3 separate regions of the Sus scrofa genome follow, and all the other regions are linked to region 1. A link is a contact called in public HiChIP or PLAC-seq data. All regions are on one chromosome and are shown on one strand. The core of a region is the stretch at or near the end of the contact, and the rest is flanking DNA. Distances in the headings are between cores, read along the strand shown. Region 1 has its middle 480 kb from the start of ADAMTS9. Region 2 overlaps ADAMTS9 (A disintegrin and metalloproteinase with thrombospondin motifs 9). Region 3 overlaps ADAMTS9 (A disintegrin and metalloproteinase with thrombospondin motifs 9).

The links. HiChIP or PLAC-seq counts read pairs in DNA pulled down with a chosen protein or histone mark.
Region 2: a contact with region 1 is called in an H3K27ac HiChIP or PLAC-seq map of skeletal muscle, with 7 times the contacts expected there. The contact joins two enhancer-like sites. A contact is called at or near these places in 2 of 47 Hi-C or Micro-C datasets (retroperitoneal adipose tissue and skeletal muscle) and 1 of 2 datasets of contacts at active chromatin or transcription factors (skeletal muscle).
Region 3: a contact with region 1 is called in an H3K27ac HiChIP or PLAC-seq map of skeletal muscle. The contact joins two enhancer-like sites. A contact is called at or near these places in 1 of 47 Hi-C or Micro-C datasets (retroperitoneal adipose tissue) and 1 of 2 datasets of contacts at active chromatin or transcription factors (skeletal muscle).

Annotation. Positions count from the first base shown.
Region 1 is chr13:46,682,590-46,687,543 of Sscrofa11.1, reverse strand. No RefSeq gene overlaps it. Among named protein-coding and RNA genes, the nearest start is that of ADAMTS9, 480 kb to the right of the region's middle. Within about 2 kb of position 1,918, at least 20 of the 83 cell types and tissues checked have an H3K27ac peak or open chromatin away from gene starts, as enhancers often do. A contact at or near this core is called in retroperitoneal adipose tissue and skeletal muscle, where this site is marked.
Region 2 is chr13:46,106,393-46,111,346 of Sscrofa11.1, reverse strand. It overlaps ADAMTS9 (A disintegrin and metalloproteinase with thrombospondin motifs 9), which reads left to right. Exons shown (of 40, transcript XM_003132298.6): 27 at 926-1,087; 28 at 3,504-3,680. Among named protein-coding and RNA genes, the nearest start is that of ADAMTS9, 100 kb to the left of the region's middle. Within about 2 kb of position 2,861, at least 19 of the 83 cell types and tissues checked have an H3K27ac peak or open chromatin away from gene starts, as enhancers often do. A contact at or near this core is called in retroperitoneal adipose tissue and skeletal muscle, where this site is marked.
Region 3 is chr13:46,121,777-46,126,730 of Sscrofa11.1, reverse strand. ADAMTS9 (A disintegrin and metalloproteinase with thrombospondin motifs 9) reads left to right here. Exons shown (of 40, transcript XM_003132298.6): 22 at 1,300-1,464. Among named protein-coding and RNA genes, the nearest start is that of ADAMTS9, 85 kb to the left of the region's middle. Within about 2 kb of position 2,075, at least 26 of the 83 cell types and tissues checked have an H3K27ac peak or open chromatin away from gene starts, as enhancers often do. A contact at or near this core is called in skeletal muscle, where this site is marked.

The sequences.
Region 1 (4,954 bases), core at 669-3,168:
GAAGCATCTGAGAGGCTTAAAGCTGGAGTGGGACATGCATTTTTTGTAAGATTACACTGGTTCACTGAGAAATGGATCCAAGTGGCTAGACTGGGTCGCAGGGACTCTTAGGGTGTCGTTCCGTTGATACCATTGACAAGGGAGGGATAATCATGGCTCGAATTAAACTACTCAATGAAAATAAATCCACCAGTTTAGGCAATGTCGTCCCCAGATTGTTTAGTCTGCCACACTTCCATTCATTCCTCCTGCTTTGTAATTCTTTCCACTGCTCACAACTCTCATCTGGTCAAGGAAACTTGGGGAATTTTCTGAAGAAGCTGGATAGTCAGGGAGGATAAATGCAAATAAATGACTATATCCCATCTCTGGATAGAGTTGTCTTGTTAAGGAGGAAGGCAGGTCTGAAGGAAAAGTTTTGCTGTGGGTGGGAGGTGAAATGTTGAAGTTACCATTTGTTCCCAAGTCCGACATCTCAGGGAAGTAGAAAAAACCGTGAACCAAAAACTAGAAGACTCTTGCTTTAAAACTATGGACTCTTAGCTATGTCACTTAATCTCCTTTAGCCTCAGTTGTTTTGCCTAGAAAGTGGGAATAACAATGACTCCTGCCCTCTGTTTGTCATAGATTCTGCCTATGTGGAAATGCTTAAAAAGCCACAAGTCATTCTATACATGTTAATTATCATGTCCTGTCATCAAGGTGAAAGAATTTATGGATGCAGATTACAACTTCAGGGGAAAAGCATGCTCATGTTTTAACATTTGTTTTCTCAAGTATCTGAGTATCTAAATATCATTCCTAGTATCTGATCATATTTTCTGTTATAAACAGCTTCTCATCAACTGGCATCTGTTTTGGGGAGCAGTGCAGCAGGGCGCTCAGACCATGGACTTTGGAGTCATACAGATACAGGTTCACTTCTTCACTCTGCGATTTGATAGCTGTATCATCTTGGTGGAATTATTTAACTTCTCTCAGTTTCATTCTCCTCCTCTTGCAGAATGAATCTATTAATAGATCTGACCTCCCAAGCCTGTTTTGAAGATTAAGTGAAATATTACATGTAAGGTTGTTACACATGTGAAGAACTCATGACCTGGTAGCTATTATGATTTCTTTGCGCTTTCAGTTCTACAGGGCACATTTCAGCTGCCTTTTCTCATTTAATCATCTTTAACATCTTTAATTTAGGTAGTGGTGGTTGGAAGCCTGATCATTAGCCATCTCACATCATTTATTCACGTAGGTCGGGTTTGCACGGATATGCAACGGTCCTCTCTTCCCCCTGTCCCCGAATTTCCTGGAAAAATGCTCTAGGAGAGGGAATGACATGGAAGAGGGGTGGAGACAGCTAGCTGTTGGAAGGGATAATGATGAGAGCAAATGACATTAGGCCACTTCAAATGTAGAACGTTCCCATGCCCCTGGGCACTGATGACACTACAGAGAGTTCCCATCAGTCCTTGCATCACTGGCCGGCCTCCCTGGCAGTCACCCGCAGGAGAGCATGCTGGTGCCGCTTTCCGAAGTGATGCTGACGCACAGCCCTGTGGGGTTCCAAACAGTTCCGGGGAAGGAGTGGGCGCCAAGCCAAGCTGGGACTCCTGATGTCACAGAGGAATCTTAGCACTTGGAAGGCTGACAGAGCCTGCCTTTGTCAGTTATGCTGCGTTGCAAGTCAGAAGGGAACTGAAGCTCCAGAAAGCCAGGCAAAATCAGAACAAGGTATATAGATTTATTTTGCTGAAAGTATGGAAAATGCTAAAGGGACATCTCCCAGTCCCTAGCCTGTACCTGCTAATCCTCTCTAAACCAATGGACTAGAAATTATGACCATCAATAAAGGGCAAACACCCAGCTCAGCCATCCTGCATCAGACCTGAGGTTCTCAGGGTCCTTTGCCAAAGCAGAGGATGTGGACGGAGTAAAAGCTGTAGGGGGAGCTATTTTGTTTTGAATGTGGAGTGTAATCTGACTTTTCAAGTAAGCAAGATAGTAAAATTCTAAGAGCTTTTTCTAGAGAAAAACTGTACTTTCTGGGGCATTAGGAAAATATTGTAGAAAGAAGCCCTGATTGTCAGATGGGAAACCTTAGGTTAAATATATCAAGGTTGAGTCTGACTTAGGAAACGAGGGCCATGCTCTCCCAACTGTACTAAATCAAAATCAGGTATTTTAGGAGTAAGGAAAAAACTCAGGCTTTGGAGCCAACAAAACCTGGGTTCAGGTCCCACCCCCACCTCTGTCATTTCAATTTAATTTGACAAATACACTTAAAACTTAACCTGTAGTAAATGCTCTACAAATGTTTTTTCTACCCTCCTCATTTTTTTCTTTCTTTCTTTCTTTCTTTCTTTCTTTCTTTCTTTCTTTCTTTCTTTCTTTCTTTCTTTCTTATCTGCACCCATGAAATATGGATGTTCCTGGGGCCGGGGATTGAATCTGACCTGCTGATGTGGCAATGCTGGATCTTTTAACCTACTGTACTCGGCCAGCTGGGGATTGAACCCATGCCTTGGCAGCGACCTTAGCCATTGTAGTCAGATTATTCACCCACTGTGCCACAGCGGGACCTCCAACCCTCCTCATTTCTTAAGAGCATCAAATACCACACTTGGCCATCCTCATCTTTGAATTTTACATCTCTCATTGTTTTTTTTTTTTTTTTTTTTTTTTTTGCTGCTTTTAATATGGAAGATGTGATTAGGTTCACCAAACAGGACACATAAGCAAAATGAGTTGTGCTGTGAAGCTAGGTGTCCTCTGTTCACATCTTCTAAGAGAATGGTTTGAGGCCAGAGTCTTGGCAGAAGAGCATTTGATACCATGGAGAAATGTATGTGTATTCAAGTACAGGTCAGAGAGAAAATAATGACTGAATGGCATTTGTTTCTGTGGAGAGGCATGGGCAGTGACTTGAAAATGATTCCTGAACAAAAGCATATTTTCTGGCAGGCTATGGATATACGATTGTAGCCGCCCAGGGACTGCTTGGCTCCTCAGACATAATATTCTGCTCAGGTTAAGCCTCCTTCAGAACTCCAAAGGCCAGAGGTCCAGCGAGCCAATTTCTCTGCCTGCAACAAAACAAAGATTGCTTTGGAATCCATCTTATAAATCACAAATAGGGCTTACCACCAGGCCAAGGAAACTATTTGTAGTTAACCAATAAATGGAATCAAGAGAGGGGCAGAAAACACAGACCATGAAAGACGAGCCACAGATTACAAGGGAAAGTGTTCTATGTGTTGTCTCTCCTGCTCTGTCAGGCTCCAGGCCTCTTAGTGAGCAGCTATATCCTCTCAGGGATATTACTTCAGAGAGTCTCTCAGAATCCTTGCTAAGAGGTTGCTTTCTTACATTTTTTTTCCTCCTGCCACTTGTATACAAGAGAATTCCATATTTGACAGTGTCCTGGTACTTCCTTTATTGAACAAAGGCATCTGAAATTTTCCGTGACGGTAACATTTAAGTTACCTCAAGTCCAGTCTTAAAATAGTTGTTACGCTGAAGGGGTATTGTTAGCATAGAGCTGGAAGGAAATATGGAGACAATTACTTCAGTTCCCTCGTTTTGTAGGTGACAACTTGGACGCCCAAGTTTAGTGCCTTCTCAAGGCAACACGAGACTAACTGAGGTTAGGGCTGGGTTGGGAATTCAGATTCGTATTTCCATGCTGAGGCTCTCTTGCTATATCATCATTTGAGTAGTATTTGATAGTAAGAACATTACCAGGGATACACGTCTAAGAGAATAGCACCAGAAAACTGTCCCGCTATAGAAAATCATGACCCGGAGCGAAGACACCACAGGGAACATAAGTTTACCTTTTAGGAGAACATAGCAAACAGAAGTTGAATGACTTGCCTAAGGTACTAGGGCTAATCACTGATGGACTCATTGTATCTGGCATTTCTGGTCCTAGTTAGAAATTATGCTAGAATTGGCCAAGTGTTTGACTGCACTGACTCATCTGTGTTTAGAGTATTCCAAAAGATTTGCTACCCTGGCTTCAGAGGTGTGTGAGGAAGTTTGCACTTTGGGAGCACATGGAGAGGCTGGAAATGGGAATTCCAACCAGCCTGAATGGGGAGAATTTTCCAGTGGTGTCTCCATTCCTCTACCACATGGGAGAGTAGGGTGGCGTAATAAGAGACAGGGAGTTCCCATTGTAGTTCAGTGGGTTACGAACCTGACTAGTATCCATGAGTGTGTGAGTTTGATCTGGCATTGCCATGCTCTGTGGTGTAGACTGAAGATGTGGCTCAGATCTGGTGTTGCTGTGACTGTGGTGCAGGCTGGCAGCTGCAGCTCCAATTAGACCTCTAGGCTGGAAACTTCCATGTGCTGCAAGTGCAGTGCTAAAAAGCAAAATAAATAAATAAATAAATAAATAAATAAATAAATAAAAAGAGCCTAAGTGACTTTGAAATGTGTATGTGTATTGTCAGGAATAGGTAGGGGTGGGATGGATGGGAACTGGTATGGGGAGCAATCTATTGTTTCCTTTCTTCCCTGCCAGCTCTCACAGGGACCCTTATAGTCAAGTAGAGTTTTCATGGCTCTTCTGATTTGACAAGGGGTAGACACTGATGGCATCTATGAAAGCCTTTCTCCAGGATATTTTTGCAATTGGGCATAGTGATTTAGTTACCTTTGGAGAGATGACAATCATACAGACTTGTAATCTGAAGCCACCACCTTAGAGATGCCACTATCAGATATGTGTACATAAGCAGAAAACAACTATGTCGAGAGAAACTGAGATCAATGACTGAATGGATGGATTGCATATGCTTTATCTCCTAGCTCTAAGGGGTATTTCAACTCAGATTTTTCAGTGTTATCCTGCAGATTCGACTATAAAGCCAATCCATTGGAAGACAAAGTGGAGACAGGGAGTAAAAATGGGTCAAGATAATGTCATTTGGATCTGGAATCTAGTTGTGCT
Region 2 (4,954 bases), core at 1,612-4,111, 580 kb after region 1:
TTGCAAATGCAGTTTGAGGCTTGATTATTCATGTGAATGGCCTTGCTTGGAGGATTAGATGGTTGCTTTATGGACAAACAGATTTTCCAAGTCAAGGGTCAGAGTGAAGGGTACTAGCAAACACATAGGAAAAGAAGAAAACACTCAAGATATAGATAAATAAGAGAACTATGAGAAGCTTGTGTAAGAAATCAACTGAAGGGCAAACACAATTCTGTGACAACCATGAGAGGGAGCGCTAGGCTGAAAGCACACTGAAGAGAGGTTTGTCAATAGGGAATAAAAGCAAGTTCATTGGGGAATAAAAATAAAGAAGGAAAACAGATCTTGCTACCATTTGCCACGGAAGTAGACACTTTTGTGAAGAGAGAAAAAAGAACATTACCTGCAAAGAAATGATATGTAAGTGACATTCTGTGATGTTTTCCTTGGGTAATTGAAGGAGTGTATATATAGAGAAGCTTAATTTCAACAACCAGCAATTCCTTCAGCATGCGATTTGACCCCTGTGTTGAAAGGGGAGTTAAATCCTGGTTCTCAAAAAGCACTTGCAGTTTTGAAAAGAATGTCCCAGGAGACGGTGGTGTCAGTCAGCACCTCTGTACCACTCAGAGATGTGGACCATAAATAGGACAGCTTTGGAAATCAGGAGGCATGATCACTCATGAGGCATTTATTAAACACCAACTGAGACCTATCAGGCTTACAGGGGAAGGTATGTGTCTGCCTTCCAGTGTTGATAAAACTCGAACATTAAACAGCCCCTTGAAAGGGAGGTCCTCAGGATTGCTTTCTGTCCGTTGTAGATGACTTGAGAACAGCTCCTGTCAAATTTGTCTCAGACCTTTCAGCCAGTGGCTTTTGTGGCCCTGAGATGGAGAGCGAGGTGAGGAGTAACCTGTTGACTAATGTTTGCTATGTTCAGTGTTCCAGTACCTGTGCTGGTGGGTCCCAGCGGCGTGTTGTTGTGTGTCAGGATGAAAACGGATACACCGCCAATGATTGTGTGGAGAGAATCAAACCAGATGAGCAGAGAGCCTGTGAATCCGGCCCTTGCCCTCAGTGGGCTTACGGCAGCTGGGGAGAGGTGAGAGCCAACTCCATTTATGCATCCTTTGGGGGAAGAAAAAAAATAAAAAATAAAAAACCACCAAACTGTGTTACTGTTCATAGTTGATTTGAGGGAATTTATTTGAAGGAATCTAGAGCTAGTTAAAGCTTCTTGATTTTCAGATTAATTAGGAGACCTGCCTTAATTCTGGACTCTTTCAGTGCATTTATTACCAAGTAGAAACAGCTTGAATACATAGGAGAGAAAAATCAGAAAGAAATACAGAAAAATGGTAAAGTTGTTAACCTCTGTTTAAATTGTTAACGGACACTTTTAAAGTGATTGAAAATAATGTGCTGGAGTTCCTATTGTGGCTCAGTGGATTAAGAATCCTGTGTTGTCTCTCTGAGTATGCGGGTTTAATCCCTGGCCTTGCTCAGTGGGTTAAGGATCCAGCATTGCCATAAGCTGCAACACAGGTTGCAGACGTATCTCGGATGTGGTGTTGCTATGACTGTGGTATAGGCTGCAGCAACAGCTCCAATTTAACCCCTGGCCTGGGAACTTGTATTTTCCACAGGTGTAGCCATAAAAAGAAAAAAAATGTGTTAAATTAGTCTCTGGAAATGTTGCCATGTTCTTCATGGTTTTTGGGGTGTATGCAATGTACCCTTGGTTCCATGGCATCATGTCTCCCAATATTTCAATTCCCTGAGGAGCCATCATGAATAGGAGTTGTTATTCCTATCAAAGGTGATGCATTCTAATCATAGAGGTGAATAATTAGCTGTGTAGTCTCAAATAATAAAATTCTTCAGCTGTTACCTTTTAAGAGCCACCTACTATGACCACTGAAAGGCAGTCAGATATTTGGAACAGACAAAACTGGGCCCAGTTCCCACTCATGGCTCTTAAATGTTTTGTAATTTTAACAAATAACATCACTTTGCCAACTATCTCTATTGTATTGTTACCTGTAAATGGGAGTAGTAAGGACACCCACTTCACAGTATCCATGTCTATTTTATGAAATCTGTCTGTCAAAAGCCCAGCACATAGCCTTCAATTAAAGTTCACTGCTATTGTAATAAGGATAATCATTGTTATTGCTAATAATTATCATTGGTAAGACTATTATTATTGAATGGGACTTTGAACCACTATCATGGGTAGGACTCAGATGCTTATTGTTTTGTGTTTAGTTAACAAAGACCATATCCCTCTACTCTTGAATCCACAGGGAGAGCACGTATTTAAAGTTTGTTGAGTTGTTCTGTCTTGACTCTTAACATTTAAAAAATGAAACATGAGGGTTAACATCTTGGAGACCCCGCTCCCTACCAAGAGCAGGGTGAAAGACAGATGAGATGCATGGGCATATTGGTCCCCCCTTCTGGCTAAGCGAAATCACATGCCCACATTTCATGATCCCATACACGTAACCAGGTAGTCATAGGCAGTCCTAATGGAGAGTTTTGTTGACTTTTCATTGAGAGTACGTCATCCTGCAAGGTTTTTCTGAAAGGCCAGAAGGGGAAGTCAGGTTTGGAGACTTGTGTACTGTGAGTTTCCCAAAACTCCTCGTGAAGTTCTGTCCCATGGGGCCCTGTGCTTCAGCTTCTGTAACTGGATTGAGGCCAGGCGAGTACACGCATTTGCCGGGATGCTGGCTGTCAGCACGGACCAGATCCTTCCAAATTCTGTGGGAGATCTGGCCTTGACACAGCATTGTGGGGGGGTGGGGGGGAGAGACTGTCAGTGTTCCTGGATGCGAGCGCCTTGGGATTATGCAAGAAATACAGCTTGTTCCTGCCTCAGAAGCGTGGGTCTCGCCGACAGTCAGAACCTTATCCAGCGTTCCCACTGCACTGTTTACCCATCCTAGGGGATAGCCGTCATTATCCTCAGATGCAGAAATATCGTAAAATATTTTAACGTCACGGGGGCTGTGGAGACTGGAGTCACAGAAGAGCCAAAAGTCAATGACGGCTTCTTAGAGGTTGCCAGAAAATAAAACCAGCTAAGTCCTTATTTCCTTTATTTGGTACTGACTGGTTTTTAGATTTTTATTTGTTTGATGTTTAGTTTTGAATACCTCAGAGGCTGTAACCTTATCCTTGACTCTGGCCATTGACCTTGATCAAGTTAACCTCTCTTCATCTCAGTTGCCCCATATATAGCAAGTGGCAAATAATTAACACTCTCCTCTGGATGAGAAAATAAATATAAAAGCACTTAGTGCAGATGAAGCGCACACACTCAGTAAACAGTACCTACCATGAAGGCAGAAGTTTCCCATCTGCTGTATATATTACTTAGGGTAAATAGGCTTCATTCTGCATCCAGACCTAGCTGGCCTGATGCCATCATAGAGTCCAGCTAAGACATTTTTCTTACAGGAAAAGAAAATTTGCTGACAAAATAACTGCTGCCTTCCATTTCCTTCTTCCAGTGTTCTAAGCTCTGTGGCGGAGGCTTGCGAACAAGGCTTGTGGTCTGTCAGAGGCCCAGCGGGGAACGGTTTCCAGATCTGAGCTGTGAAATTCTCGATAAGCCTCCGGATCGAGAGCAGTGTAACACCCAGGCTTGTCCTCAAGACCCTGCTTGGAGTACTGGCCCTTGGAGTTCGGTACGGCCTTAACTGTTCATGTTTGTTAAGCCTACTACCTAAACTAACACACCCAATTCCAAGGTGTTTGGGGCACTCCTCTGAGACAGACCGTGATCTTACAAGACAGCCCTGAAACTGTGCTTTAAATAGTCTGTTACTCTTTTCATAGTGAGCCACGACAGAATGAATTTTTTTTATGATATTGCCAAAGTGACTTCAGAGAATACACGTACCTCACACCGGCCTGGTGCCGATGCCAAGAAATAGCTTCCTTTCCTAGAACTAGACTGTATATATTTGCGTGTGTGTTTTTAAAGACACGGCATAACTCCATGTCATTATTAAGTGCTAAAGTGATTTAAGTAGACAACTTAAAAGCAGATACTCTTTCCTTTACGAAGCCGGTAGTTTTGACTTCGGCGGGAAGATACCTGCTTGTTAAGGCCAAAGCAAGTTTTTGATTCAGTGGCTATACTTTGCCTCTGTGACTCGGGGACAGCTCTCAACACAAGCACCATGAAGGCTGTGCCCACAAAGCTGATTGAAATCATTGGGAAACATCCAAAGACCAACAGTGGACTCGGTGACTTGATGCCATTCAAGGCATCTGAAATGTTCTCTCACGTCTATCAAGAAACAAAGCCCATTTGAGGCCATTTTTCCTCTGATCCTAGACTTCCTTTGCGATCTGCTCTTAGCTGACATTGTAAGACAGGTTTGCCACTGTAAATACTATGCAAACTTCCAGGGCAGCTCTTGGCAAACAGAAAGACTGGCTATGTCAAAGCAATACTTTGGCTAAATTGTGCCATAGGTATGGAGCCATTAGGGTTGTTTCATGTAAATAGAGTAAACTTTCCTGTAAATACGTTAATTGCACTGAAGCTGAATTCATGTTATAGTGAGTCATATCCAGAAGTCTTTTTATTTCATAGGGTTCGGAGGAAAATTCTTAACCATTCCTGAAACCATCTAAAGAGCCGATTAACTGACTTGACATGGTTAATCTCTGTTGATGCTTCTAAGAATCAAGGGTTTCAATGTCGCAGATTGTGTCTGCAGGTTGAACACAAGCTGTATAATTAATGTACTTTCTATTAGGTAGAAATCTGGAAGAACTTAAAGTGTCATCTCAACTGGTACTATTTGGCTGGGCTGTTAAAGATTTTACTCAAGGGCATTTCAGATGTGTTGTTCACAGTGTTTTGTCTGTAATACTGGCACTCTTCCAGAATGAACATTTCAAAAAAGATCAGAAATAACCTCAGAATGTCAGGAACATCTTCTGACAT
Region 3 (4,954 bases), core at 826-3,325, 560 kb after region 1:
AGCAATGCAGGATCTGAGCTGTGTTTGTGACCTACACCACAGCTCAGGGCAACACTGGATCCTTAACCCACTGAGCAAGGCCAGGGATGGAATCTGCATCCTCATGGATGCTAGTCAGATTCGTTGCCCGCTGAGCCACGACGGGAACACGTCTGTTGGTGATTTTTAAAGTTCTAGTTCCTCACTTACCTTCCTCTTTGATCCCTGGCAAAGTTGCTATGAAGGAAATTGGGGCCTTATTAATTATAGAGCTGCTCTGGCTCAGATCTGAAGTCAAAAAATGAGGTTCTCCAATTCTTTTATCTTTGAAATAAGAGAATTGGACCTCAGTGAGTGACCATTTGATTACTCATCCCGTTGATGGTGGAAAACCTGAGGAAAAGCGAAAGGACCAGGCTGAGTATTCCAGACTGACGCCTTGACTGTCCTTACCTGATGAGGCAAATGGCAAACCCTCCATTTTGGCACAGGTGGCCTCAGCCAGCAAGAGAGAGAAAGTAGTGCCTCTTTCTTGCCTTTTGTAGACATGGTCTTATGCCCATTTTTTGATTGGGTTGTTTGGTTATTTTATATTGAGTTGTGCGTTGTTTGTATATTTCAAATATTTACCCCTTGTTGGTCACATCATTTGCAAATGTTTTCTCCTATCCCATAGGTTGTCTTTTCACTTTGTCAGTGGTTTCCTTTGCTGTGCAAAAACTTTTAAGCTTGGGATTTTACACTGTGGCTCAGTGGAAATAAGTCCAACTAGTATCCATGAGGATGCAGGTTCAATCCCTGGCCTCACTCAGTATGTCGGGATCCGGTGTTGCTGTGAACTGTGGTATAGGTCGCAGGTACAGCATTGCCCTGGCTATAGTGTAAGCAGGCAGCTATAGCTCCAATTTGACCTCTAGCCTGGGAACATCCATATGCCAAGAGTGTTGGGCCCCTAAAAAGCAAAAATCACTCACTCAATCAATCAACCAGTCAATCCCAGGTTAGTCTGACTCATAAATTCCCATGCCTTTCATGCCTATGCTATCAAACCATGAAGGCTGTGTTTCAGGATTTCAGAGCATGATACTGTTGAATTTATTCTGTGCTTGAAACTGGCCCAGATCCTGGTTAAAGACAGAATGAATGAAGGAGTGAAGGCGTGAAAAGCATGAGCCTTGAAGTATTTACCAATTGCAAGGAGAGAGAGGGATTGCTGTGGGAAAAGAACCTACCTCAGTCCTGCTAAATCAGTTACTCAGCCCTGGGAACCACAGTGAATTGTTCAGAAATGACCCTGACTGACTGTATCTTTTATTACAGTGCCTGGTCACCTGCGGAAAAGGGCATAAGCACCGCCAAGTCTGGTGTCAGTTTGGTGAAGATCGATTAAATGATAGGATCTGTGACCCTGAGACCAAGCCAACCTCCATGCAGACCTGTCAGCAGCCAGAATGTGCGTCCTGGCAGGCGGGTCCCTGGGGACAGGTATTTTGAATGATAACATTCTTAACTACATTCTTTCCTTCTTATCTGGAGTAGGCTCGTTGAGGGACATTCCAGAAGCAGGGATTTAACCCCTATGGCATGTGGCTTGCAAAGGTACCTCCATGGCGCCAAGTGCTAGCAACTCTGCAACCATTTTGCCCCACTTCTGAGGGTTGCTGCTTGCCCTCCTGGAGCTAATTATTCCCTTTCCAGACCCACGTGCGTGCCTTCACCCTTGGGTTAAAACCTTAGCTTGAGCACACGCACATTTGAACAAATTCACAACAGATCTCATGTCTGGCTGATGTTATCTACCAGCGTGTGGCTGTGGGTCTGTTACAGAATGTGATCCAGCGCCAGCGTCTTTGGCAGAAGGGTCTGGACTGGGGATTTGGCAAGGATATTTTGGCTTGCAGTGTCGTGATCCCTAAGCTCACCTCTTGTAAATAAGTCAGACTCTTCAAACAGAATTAATTAGATCAGAAGTCACGGAAATCGTCTGTCTTTGAAAGAATCTTTTCCAACCCCCCAGTGGAGGTTCCACAGCGACTTGAACAGTTCTTAAAGGAAAGAGTGAAAGTCTCCCTTGGGCTTGCATCTGAGAAGCCACTACTCTTGGAGTTGAAGCCTTCCTAATATAGAAGCAAAAGCATTCCCGGTACTATTTAAGTAGCACTCCAAGTTCCCAAGAGAAGCAGGGCAGCTGTTTGCTGTCACTTATGTAATCTCTTTAAAGAATGACTCTCCCTTTACCCTATCCAGCAAGAGCCACAGCCTCTTTAGCCTTCTAGCTTATGTCTTCATTTCCAACCTGTGTACAGTGAATGCGAGCAGCTTTATTACTGCCCCCTGACAATTTCTGTCTTTAACACCAGTGCCCTTCTGACTCCTTCCCATTATACAGCATCCTCACTCAGAATGGTTAATCGTGTTTGATTACGCTGAGTAAACAGGGGTGGGGGGTTCACTTAACCCTTCAGATCTTGCCTCCTTTTTGTCTACATCTGCATAACTCTTGTGAATAGTAACAGGAGGAGAACACACCTCAGGGTTACTGCTATGATTTGAATATAACATCTTTTAGAACTAACAGGACTGTTTTTTCCAATTTTTTTAAATTGAAGTATAGTTGATTTACAATGTTGTGTTAGTTCTGCTATACAGCAAAGGGATTCAATTTCATATATCTATTTTTTTCTGATTATTTCCCTTTGTAGGTTATGACAAGATATGAATATAGTTCCCTGTGCTATACAGTAAATCCTTGTTATTTATCTATCTTAAATGTAGTGGTGTGTATCTGTTAATCTCATACTCCTTATTTAACAAAAAGAAGAAAATCACATTATTAACTCTACACTGCAAAGTTAATACATTTATGATTTTCTTCTTATGTTTTAAGAACTAATATTAGATTGTACTTGGTCAATTTTTGTTAAAGTAAAACTTGCATAGCAAAATTAACCATTTTATGGTGAACAAATCAGTGACATTTAGTACAGTCATAATATTGCGCAACCACCACTTCTAATTCCACAATATTTTTGTCACCCTAAACACCCATTAAGCTGTCATTACATTACCTATTTCTTCCCATTTCCCCTTGAATCCTATAGCCAACAATCTGTTTTCTACTTCCATGGATTTACTTTTTCTAAATATTTCATACAAATGGAATCATGACAACATGGGACTCTGGTTACTTTTATCCAACATAATATTTTTAAAGGTAATCCATGTGGTAGCACACATCTGTATTTCACCCCTTTTATGGCTGCGTAATAGTCCACATATGGATATATTTGTCCGTTCATCCTTCTAAGACATTTGAATTTCTTGCACCTTCTGGCTATTAGGAATAGTGCTTAATTTTTCTATAAATATTTGGTAGAACACAGCCAGTGAAGCCATTTGGTCTTAGACTTTTCTGTATTAAGAGGTCTTTGATTACTGAGTCAGTCTTTTTACTTCTTGTAGGTCTATTCAAATTTTGTTTCTTCTTAAGTCAGATTTTGTGATTTGTGTGTTTCTAGGTAATTTGTGTTATGTTTGGAAATGTGTGTGTTTTATCTAGATTGTGTAATATACTGGCCTATAATTGTTCACAGTCCTCTCATTACCCTTTTTTATTTCTATAGGGTCAGGAATGATGTACTTATTTTCATTTCTGATTTTAGTTATTTGCATCTTCTCTCTTTCTCTTTTTGGTCAGTCTCAGTAAATGTTTATAAATGTTGTTGATATTTTTAAAGAGCAAACTTATAATTTTATTTATTCTGTTGTTTTTCTATTCAAGTCTTTTTTTTTTTTTTCATTCTGCTAGTTTTGAGTTTAATCTGCTCTTCTTTTTCTAGTTGCTTAAGGTGTAAAGTTAGATTACTGATTTCAGGAGTTCCCACTGTGGTTCAGTGGAACTTAACATGGTGCCCATGAGGATGCGTATTCAATCTCTGGCCTTGCTCAGTGGTTAAGGATCCACCATTGCCACAAGCTATGATGTAGGTTGCAGATGCAGCTTGGATTCAGCATTTGCTGCACCTGGCCTGTGGCATAGGCTGGCAGCTACAGCTGCAATTCAACCCCTAGCCTAGGTGCTTCCATGTGCTGTAGGTGTGGCCCTAAAAAAAGAAAACAATAATAAAAGATTATTGATTATAGAGCTTTCTTTTTTAATGATATAGGTGTTTATAGACATAAATTTCCCTCTTAGCACTGCTTTTGCTGCATTTTATAGTTATTAAAACATAAATTTATGTTTTATTTGCGTTTCCATTAATCTGAAAGTACCTCCTAATTTCCTTTCTGATTTCCTCTTTGACCTACTGGTTATTTAAGACTGTGATGTTTAATTTGAAGATATTTGTGAATTTTTCAGTTTTTCTCAGTATTGCTTTTTAGTTTCACTCCACTGTGGCCAGAGACAATACTTTGTTCTCAGTGTTTTAAAATTTATTGATACTTATTTTGTGGCCTAGTATATGACCTATACTAGGGAATGATCCATGTGCATTTGAGAGGAATGTGTATTATGGTTGGGGGTAAGCAAAAATGTCACAACACTTTCTTATTGAAATTTGACAGTAAGCACTCACCTAGTTACTGTGCTTGATTAAATTTGAGTTCAAAAAGAAAAAAAAAAACTGATCCTGCTAGTTTTTGCCAGCTTAATAGTTGCTTCAGTGGAGGGATTAATTCTTGGAGTTTCCTAATCTGTCATTTCGATGACATCACTCTCTCTCCTTATTGTTTTTCAGACTGCTTTTAAAATCTAACATTTAGCCTTTTGGTGGCTACATTGTTTTCTTTATGATCTGTTTGCCATAGCACATTTAATTGACTTTTGATTCTTACCTATTTGGGTGGTTTCTAATATTTTGCCTTTTGTAAATAGTATTGCAAAGACCATTCTTATACAAAAATATTCATGCAAACTCTGATTATTTCTTTAAGAAAAATTTCCAGAGGTCAAATACGGTATTTTAGCCACAGC